Linked DNA regions of Sus scrofa: region 2 is linked to region 1. Evidence: chromatin contacts called from public HiChIP or PLAC-seq data. All regions are on one chromosome and are shown on one strand. The core of a region is the stretch at or near the end of the contact, and the rest is flanking DNA. Distances in the headings are between cores, read along the strand shown.

What was found. HiChIP or PLAC-seq counts read pairs in DNA pulled down with a chosen protein or histone mark.
Region 2: a contact with region 1 is called in an H3K27ac HiChIP or PLAC-seq map of alveolar macrophages. The contact joins two enhancer-like sites. A contact is called at or near these places in 6 of 47 Hi-C or Micro-C datasets (blood, embryonic fibroblasts, heart right ventricle and 2 more) and 1 of 2 datasets of contacts at active chromatin or transcription factors (alveolar macrophages).

What each region holds. Positions count from the first base shown.
Region 1 is chr14:129,544,041-129,548,123 of Sscrofa11.1, forward strand. No RefSeq gene overlaps it. Among named protein-coding and RNA genes, the nearest start is that of INPP5F, 32 kb to the right of the region's middle. Within about 2 kb of position 1,826, at least 4 of the 83 cell types and tissues checked have an H3K27ac peak or open chromatin away from gene starts, as enhancers often do. A contact at or near this core is called in alveolar macrophages, where this site is marked.
Region 2 is chr14:129,603,105-129,607,165 of Sscrofa11.1, forward strand. All of the region lies in intron 2 of INPP5F (phosphatidylinositide phosphatase SAC2), which reads left to right. Among named protein-coding and RNA genes, the nearest start is that of INPP5F, 28 kb to the left of the region's middle. Within about 2 kb of position 1,462, at least 6 of the 83 cell types and tissues checked have an H3K27ac peak or open chromatin away from gene starts, as enhancers often do. A contact at or near this core is called in alveolar macrophages, where this site is marked.

The DNA.
Region 1 (4,083 bases), core at 576-3,075:
AGAGTTCCCTGCTGGCTCAGCGGGTTAAGGATCCAGTATTGTCACTGCTGTGCCTCAGGTTGCTGCTGTGGTGCAGGTTTGATCCCTGGCCTGGGAACTTCCACATGCTGTGAGTGCAGCCAAAAAAACACCAAAGCCAACCAAACAAAACATTATCTCCATATATTTTTAAATCCTCAGGATTTAAAATACTAAATATACAGTAGAAATACTAAAAATACAGTAATTTAGAAATACTAAAAATACAGTAACTTTTATTTTTGATTATATTTCACCCTAATGATCAAAATTTTATAACATATAGTTTAAAAATAAAATGGCATTTCATAATCATTTCATGAACAGTCTTAAGGATTATGTTTCTTAAAATGGGGAGTTCCCATTGTGGCGCAGTAGAAACCAACCTGACCAGTATCCATGAGGATTCAGGTTTGATCTCTGGCCTCACTCAGTGGGTTAAAGGATCCGCCGTTGCCCTGAGCTGTGGTGTAAGTCGCAGATGCAGCTCAGATCCCATGTTGCTATGGCAGTAATGTAGGCCAGAAGCTGTAGCTCCCATTCGACCCCTAGCCTGGGAACTTCCACGTGCAGGGGGTGCAGCCCTAAAAAGCAAAAAAAAAAAAAAAAGTTTCGTAAAATGACAAGGAAGAGGAGTTCACTTGTGGCTCAGGTTAAGGATCTGGCATTGTCACTGCAGCAGCTTGGGCTGATACTGTGGGGCGGGTTTGATCCCTGGCCCGGGAACTTCCACAGGCTGCAGGTGTGGCCAAAAAAAAAAAAAAATGATGATGAGAAGGAGGGAGGAAAAAGAAGAAAGGAGGGGGGGGGTCTCAAGAATAACATTAATTAGTACAAAATGTACAGCTGAGATGGTTTATTTTATTATATATGTGATTTTATTTGTGATACATTGGAATGTGAAACTCAAAATATTTCTTCAGAGCTCAGGCTTTACCAAAAGCTGTTTGACAGTGAAATCTCTGGCAGGGGTTGAGGGGGCAGTTAATTTATGAACACAGGTTAAGCCAGGCAGCTTCTGGCCTGGATGGATGTTGGCTTAGTTAAATCAGACCCTGGAGTCCTGAGATCGTAGCTTTTCATTCCAGCATCCCCAGTAACTCATTGTGCATTTTAGCAAGCCACTTCCCCTTGGACTCATGCCATTCTGCTTCCATGGTTCCTAATGAAGCACTCAAATAATTAAACCCTGGAGTGAGTGATTTCACCTCGTTGTGCGGTAGGGGGCGACTCATGACTGCGCCTTCCATTTTTACCCCAGTCGGAAGAAATCCTTTCCCGTGTTCTCAGGAAGTCATTCTTGTGACTGGGGGTTCCATTTCAGAATGAATTACCTCTTTCATTACTTTTTATTTCTTCTAATACACGTGATACACTAACAAAGACCAAGACCTTATTTGAAAACCAAGTGAAAAAAAGTGAGTCCAGGATGTGGTACTGGCCTCAAGATTAAAACAGTCATCATTCATTCATGCTTTCACTCCGTGAATAAATAAGACCATCACTTTCTCAAATTGGGGAGATTTGTGAATCAGAAATAATCTAATTCACGATCTGATGAGAATTCTATTCCAGTAAAGGGAACTGACCACACCCACTTGAGACGATGGTATGATGTGACCCACACGTCTCTTGGTTGGTTTCCTATCAATGCAGTCTTGACTTTGGGGGGGAAAGCCAAATGTTCTTAATATTTTAATTCTTTTATAAGGAGCAGGGTCAAAATAAAATTTCATCATGTGAGACAGGGCTATTTTATCCTCGTATGAAAATGGAAAAATGAATGATGAGTCATGCTTATTTCTTAGAAACCTAGTAAGAAACCCCACTCCGGCAGCTCCCCCTCTCCCATAGCTCTTACTGGTGGCAGTAATTATGGGAAGTCAGAGCATTCACCATCATTCCTCCTATTGGGACTAGAGCTGCCCCTCTTCAGGCAAAATGGGCAAGGTCTGGGCAGAGAAGAAACTCAACATCGTGGTAAAGCCTAAAGCCTGCATTTGAAACATTCAAGTGAGAAGCAACTTCTTCCCTCTGTGGAAAGGGGAGGTTCCATAGTGGTGGATTGGCAGGTCAACCCTCCTATCAAGAACAGTTAAGACTCCCTGCTGGTCTAGGAAAGGACGTTAGAGATTTGGGGGTACAGCCTTCTCATTTTCAGATATGCATATCAGTGTCCAGAGACAGAGAGGTTGAGTGACTTCCCCACAGATAAGGGAGATCTCAGAAAAAAATGTGATCACCAGTATGGCACCTGAAATTGTTATCTGCTCATTATTTCCTCTTCTGCTGACAGAAGACCCTCAGTTTTACTTTGGGAAAATTCGGATCCTCCACCTCAGGCCATGTGGCTCAAATGGACCAAACTCCTCCCTTTCTTATGCCGTTTCTCAGGCTTGGTTGACCAGAGCCTCAGAACCTGGAGCTTCCAGGGGTTATCATGCAGCTAGAACCTACTCCCAAACAACGTCAACTAGAGGAAAACAAAGCTGAGAGGTGGTGAAAGACCAACTTCTGATAACAGGGTTTGAACTCCTGGATCCAACCATGCCTGATGGATATCAACTCCTGGACTTTGCAGTATGTAAACCAATTCATTTTCTTATTTGTTTTGTGTTGTGTTTCACTTGCAACTGTGTCTGAACCAATACATTCTTGACTTGTATTCATTTTTCTTTTTGACCCACAAATGCTAATCCTTGGGCTTGTCCAGAAGGGTCACTTAGGTCTGTAACACAATTTCTCTCCCCATCTATTATTGCCTTTTGCTGTGAGGATTCTGCAAGTGGATGGTGATGGCAGCAAGCAGTGAGTGAGACAGATAGCCATGGGCCTGCAGCAGGGATAGGAGACTTGGTTTCTAAAGGCTTGGGCTGCAGTTGCGGTGTGACAGGGTCTGCAGCATCTCTGGAGTCCTGGGATGCAGGTTTGATCCTCAGCCCAGCATAGGGGGTTAAGGATCTGGTGTTTCCACAGTTATTGCTGCAGCTGTGGCATGGGTCAAAATTGCAGCTCAGATCTGATCCCTGGCCCAGGGAACTCAGGGAGACCCAAAAAAAAAAAAAAAAGACTTGGGCCTGCATTTCACCATGCATCCCAATGGATTTCTGTAGTGATGTCAACATTAGTAGCAATGTAGATAACTCATTCAAATGAGAAACTAACCAGGATATAGATAACTCATCTTTTTGTCTCTTGTTTTCAAATACGCTTGTAGATATATGTATATGTGTGTGTGTGCAGGTACACATATTATATATGTGCACATATGTATGTATATACAGATTATACATGAGTGGGTGACATATATGTCTGTGTGTGTGTGTGTATGTACTCTGATTTTAGAAGTAATTTACTGCCTGCATCTGCTCCCAGGCCAAGGTGGGTCTCTTCTCAGCGTCCCTGTGATCATGCCTCTTGGTAAGAGAGGAGCCCATGAAGACTCTGTGTTCTGTCTTAATCCGCATGCCATCCTATCAGGCCTTCAGTAGCTTGGGGCACAGACTTGCTAAGTCACTGCCCAGAAGCATCTGACTGCTGTATAGGGTTGCTCACCCATCACCCAGCTCTAACGCAGAGCGCCAAAGATGGCCTTGGTTATATTCTGACTGTTTCTACCTGTATCCTTCAATATCTGTGCGCTAGGATAGAGCTTTTCTTCTACTGAAGAAAATTTGGGGAGTTCCTGTCATGCCTCAGTGGTTAACGAATCCGACTAGGAACCATGAGATTACGGGTTAGATCCCTGACCTTGCTCAGTGGGTCAAGGATCCGGCGTTGCCGTGAGCTGTGGTGTAGGTTGCAGACGCAACTCAGGTCCCGAGTTGCTAGGCCAGAAGCTACAGCTCTGATTAGACCCCTAACCTGGGAACCTCCATATGCCATGGGAGTGGCCCCGGAAAAGCCAAAAAAAAAAAAAAAAAAAAAAAAAAAGGAAAGAAAAGAAAAGAAAGAAAGTTCAGAAGGCAAAAAATATATGCAATGAAAAAAATTCTTCCATAATCTTAACACCCAGGGAATCTTGCTGTTGGCATTATCTGGTTGTATATTCCATTTTGAGTACTG
Region 2 (4,061 bases), core at 212-2,711, 59 kb after region 1:
CTCCCTTGGAAGGACAGGCACCTGTGCCCTGGCTTTAGAGGGAATTTTATTCATGAGAAAGTAGATGTTTTATAGGCAGGTCCCAAAAAGTCATGAAAAGGACCAAATGAAATATTTTAAGCATGAAATTTAAATATCTGTTTTTCCCTTGGTATTGATTTTAATATGTTATGAGCTATAGGAAGCTTTACAGTTATTCCTATGTAAATGGGAAAGTAGCTGTCTCTGTAGTGTGCTTTTTTTTTCTCTTAGAACAAAATATTGAGTATTTGGAAGCTAGGTTGATTCCTGGATATTATAAAGCACAGATTGCCAGAGACAGTCTAATTTTCTTTTGCTAGATTCTTTGGTTATTTTTTAAAATTTGTTTTTATTGAATATTTTATAGAGACAAAAAGCTATTTATCACAGGTAGGCAATATGGTTTGCTGTGAAACACACAGACATTTTTCTTCCAGCCAAATTAAGAATGAAACTTGACCCACGTCTTTGGAGCCCTCCCTGCTTTTTAAGTGTATCCTCCTGCTTTTTCCCTTCCAGAGAACCTGGGATTTTGAATGCTATACTTAATAGTCCCTTGATCTTCACTGTTGCTTTTATTTACATATGTATCCCAAACAATCTGTTGCTAAGATTTGTTTTAGAAATTTTGTATGTAAATGATATTAAACTGTTTTGTTTTTTTTTACTTCTCCCCCTCCAACTTGATACTTTTGAGATTTATCCAACTGATATATGAAACTAATTCCTTATTTTCACTGTTGTTTGTATATATCATAATTTGTTCTTTGCTGTCATTGGGTAATTTTTGTCTTTTTTTTTTTTTTGCCATTAGAAATAATACTGCTGTGAGCGTTGTTGAATTCTGTCTTTGGTAGCTTTTAAATTCTTTCCATACAAAGGAGAAAAGCATTTAGATATTGTGTAACATGCTAAGTATTTTAGTCACACCCTCCTACCTGTCCACATTTACATATGTATATTTTTAATTCATTTATATGCTGACAGGATAATTTCACAGTTGAATGTTCTGAGCTAAAATTCATTTTCTATTGTTTAAGTGAAGTGTATGAAACTTTTGAGTTATTTTTCTCCAATTTCAGTTACATCTTGAAACTGTGAATAAATCACAGGCATCAGTCAAGAGACCTGAATTCAAGCTTTATTTATTAGGTTTGAGATAGAGCAGTTACATAACATCTGTGTCATCTCTTGCTATATAACGCAACCCCAAAAGTTAATGCCTTAAAACAGCAGTGTGGAATAGCTCATGATTCTATGACCACACAGCACTTCTGCCCTTTTCTTCTGTTGGCTGGGGGCATTTGTGAGGTAGCATTCAGCTGGGAGTTTGCCTGGGGCTGCTCAGTTTTCTTTCATGTGGCAGCTCTGCTCAAGTATCTCATCTCAAGGCCTCTCCTTGGGTCCTCTCTCTCCTAGATCCCTGGACATCCTTTCACAGTGCCAAGATGACAGGTTCCAATGTATGAGGGAACTGTACATTGCACAAGCTCTGCTTGTGTCTCTGAGTATGCTAATATCCCATTAGTCAAAGGAGGTCACACAGCCAAGCCTGGAACCAACATAGGAAGAGACTTCACACGGGTTTGCATCCCAAAAGAATGATTCACTGGGGCCACAATGCCTCTGAGCCTCTGCTTCCAAAACTGTAAAACAAGGGTAAAAATCACTGCCCACTTTTTCCCTTAGGGTGTTATGAGTTTCAAATGAGATAATATACCTAAAGGTGCTTAGTAAATTATCACTGTTTTATTCTTTTGGTTGCAAATACAAAACTATCAGCTTATGCAGCAAACAAATTTTTATTAGGAATTCAAGGCAATAAAACCAAGAAATGGATTTGTGCAGCATCTGAGATTACCTTTTGTGGCAGGTGGTCTCTGGCCACCACTTTTCCTTGCACAGCTCCTATTCTTCTTTTGGCTTTCTTTGTTTCTGTGTATGTGGGGCAAAATTACTGCCCTTATATGGTCCTCAAACCAGCTGCAGTCCTCAAACCAACCAACCAACATCTGATGGTCCCTACAGCCCCTGAAGACTAGCTATCTAGTTCAGACCCCTAGAGAAGAGGCTCTTTTCGGCTCAGCCTGAACCAGGGGCCTTCCCTCGTCACCAAGTTCAAACATGCCCACCACTCTAAGCAGGACTGTTTGTACTTGGCAGACAACCCAAAGTCATTTCCTACAAGCATTGTACAAATATGTTACTGGTTGACAAGTCTGATACAGTGAAAATAGTCATTAGGAGGTGGCAAAAGTGTGGTCATTTCCCATGGTCATCTTGTGTGGTCGGCCCCTCTTTACATGCACTTTGCCTCCGTGTACCACGTGCCTTTCTTTGGACCCAAAACAAGTTGGTAGGCAGTGTATGTACGTATTATATAGGATATTTTAGAAGAAGGAGAATTGGGAAGTTGACTGAACTAAAGAAAGAAAAATTAAAAAGTGAAGAAGTACAGGAAAGTGTCTCAGTTTTCACTTTTCTAACCTCTGTACCTTTTTTTTTTTTTTTTTTCTTTTTTCTTGTCTTGTCACATCACTTCTAAGGTTTGGCTTTTAAGAAAGGGTGTGGGGAGGAAGCAAAGGAAAATCTTTTATGGGCCCCCTGCTGTTCTCATTTCCCTCACCCACTCGAGAACTGCAACCCCACCCTGTGTGTCACTCCACCCCCGGTTCCTCGCCCTCTGAACATCCATCTTACTCTTCTTGTCTCTCTTTGTTCATCCTCTGTCCAGGGCAGGCCTCATAGCTTTCCCTCACTGTGCCCCGTTAAAGCTCTTGCTCTGGCCACACCACCAGCTTGGCCAATGGGCAGTGTGCTCCTGCTGTGTGTTAGAACTGAGATAATTACACCATGTGCACTTTCCCACTGGAGCATCTTACCTTCTGTGGGTAGAAGATGAGGGGAGTAAAATGTACTTAAACTCTGTCTCACTCCTGTTTCCCTCCTACTTATTCTCTACATATTAATGCACGAATTTTTGTTCTTGCCTAGTGAGATGGGAACATAAGTTTACTTGAACAGTTGTCATTGACAGTCTAAAAGCAGCGTGGGTGAGCCATGACTGTCATCAGGCTCATGGGATGTAAGCAGTCGTGACTTAGGAACTGGATTCGTTTGCTAGGGCTACCGCAGCAAAGTTTCAGAGAATAGGGGCCTCAAACAGAAATTTACTTTCTTGCAGTTCTGGAGGCTTAAAGTCCTTCAGGGTTGGTTTCTTCTGAGGCCTCTTTTTTGGCTTGTAGATGGCCATCTTCCCCCTGTGTTGTCACATCACCTTTACATTGTCTTCTCTATGTGTGCTTCTGTCTCCAAATTTCCTTTTATGAGGACATCAGTTATATTGGATTAGAGCCATCCTATTGACCTCATCCTAAATTAGTTATATCTTTAAAGACTCCTTTCTTTAAAATAGGGTCGCATTCTGAAGCACTGGGGATTCGGATTCTAACGTGAATTTTGAGGGGACATAGTTTAGCCTATGACAACCTTGTGTCCGCTGAAATACTCGGTACAAAAGCATGTCAAAGAGAATTTCCCCCATTGCTTCTGATCCTTTATTTCACAGTGGGTAGGCCATTTCCCCAAGTCTCAGTGACTAGGCGTTGGCTCCAGTGGTGGACCAACCCTGAGATCAGCTCACAATTGCCTTGGATCAGGTTACTTCATCCAAGCCTCAGTTGCTGACTATAAGACAGAGATGATAACACCTCCTAGATTTAGTTATTGTAAGATTTAATAAATTCACATGAAGTGCTTAGCATGGCTTCTTCTTCTTTTTTTTTTTTTTTTTTTTGTCTTTTTGCCATTTCTTGGGCTGCTCCCGCTGCATATGGGAGGTTCCCAGGCTAGGGGTCTAATCGGAGCTGTAGCTGTAGCCAGCCTACGCCAGAGCCACAGCAACGAGGGATCCGAGCCACGTCTGCAACCTACACCACAGCTCACGGCAACGCCGGATCGTGAACCCACTGAGCAAGGCCAGGGATCGAACCCACAACCTCATAGTTCCTAGTCGGATTCGTTGACCACTGCGCCACGAT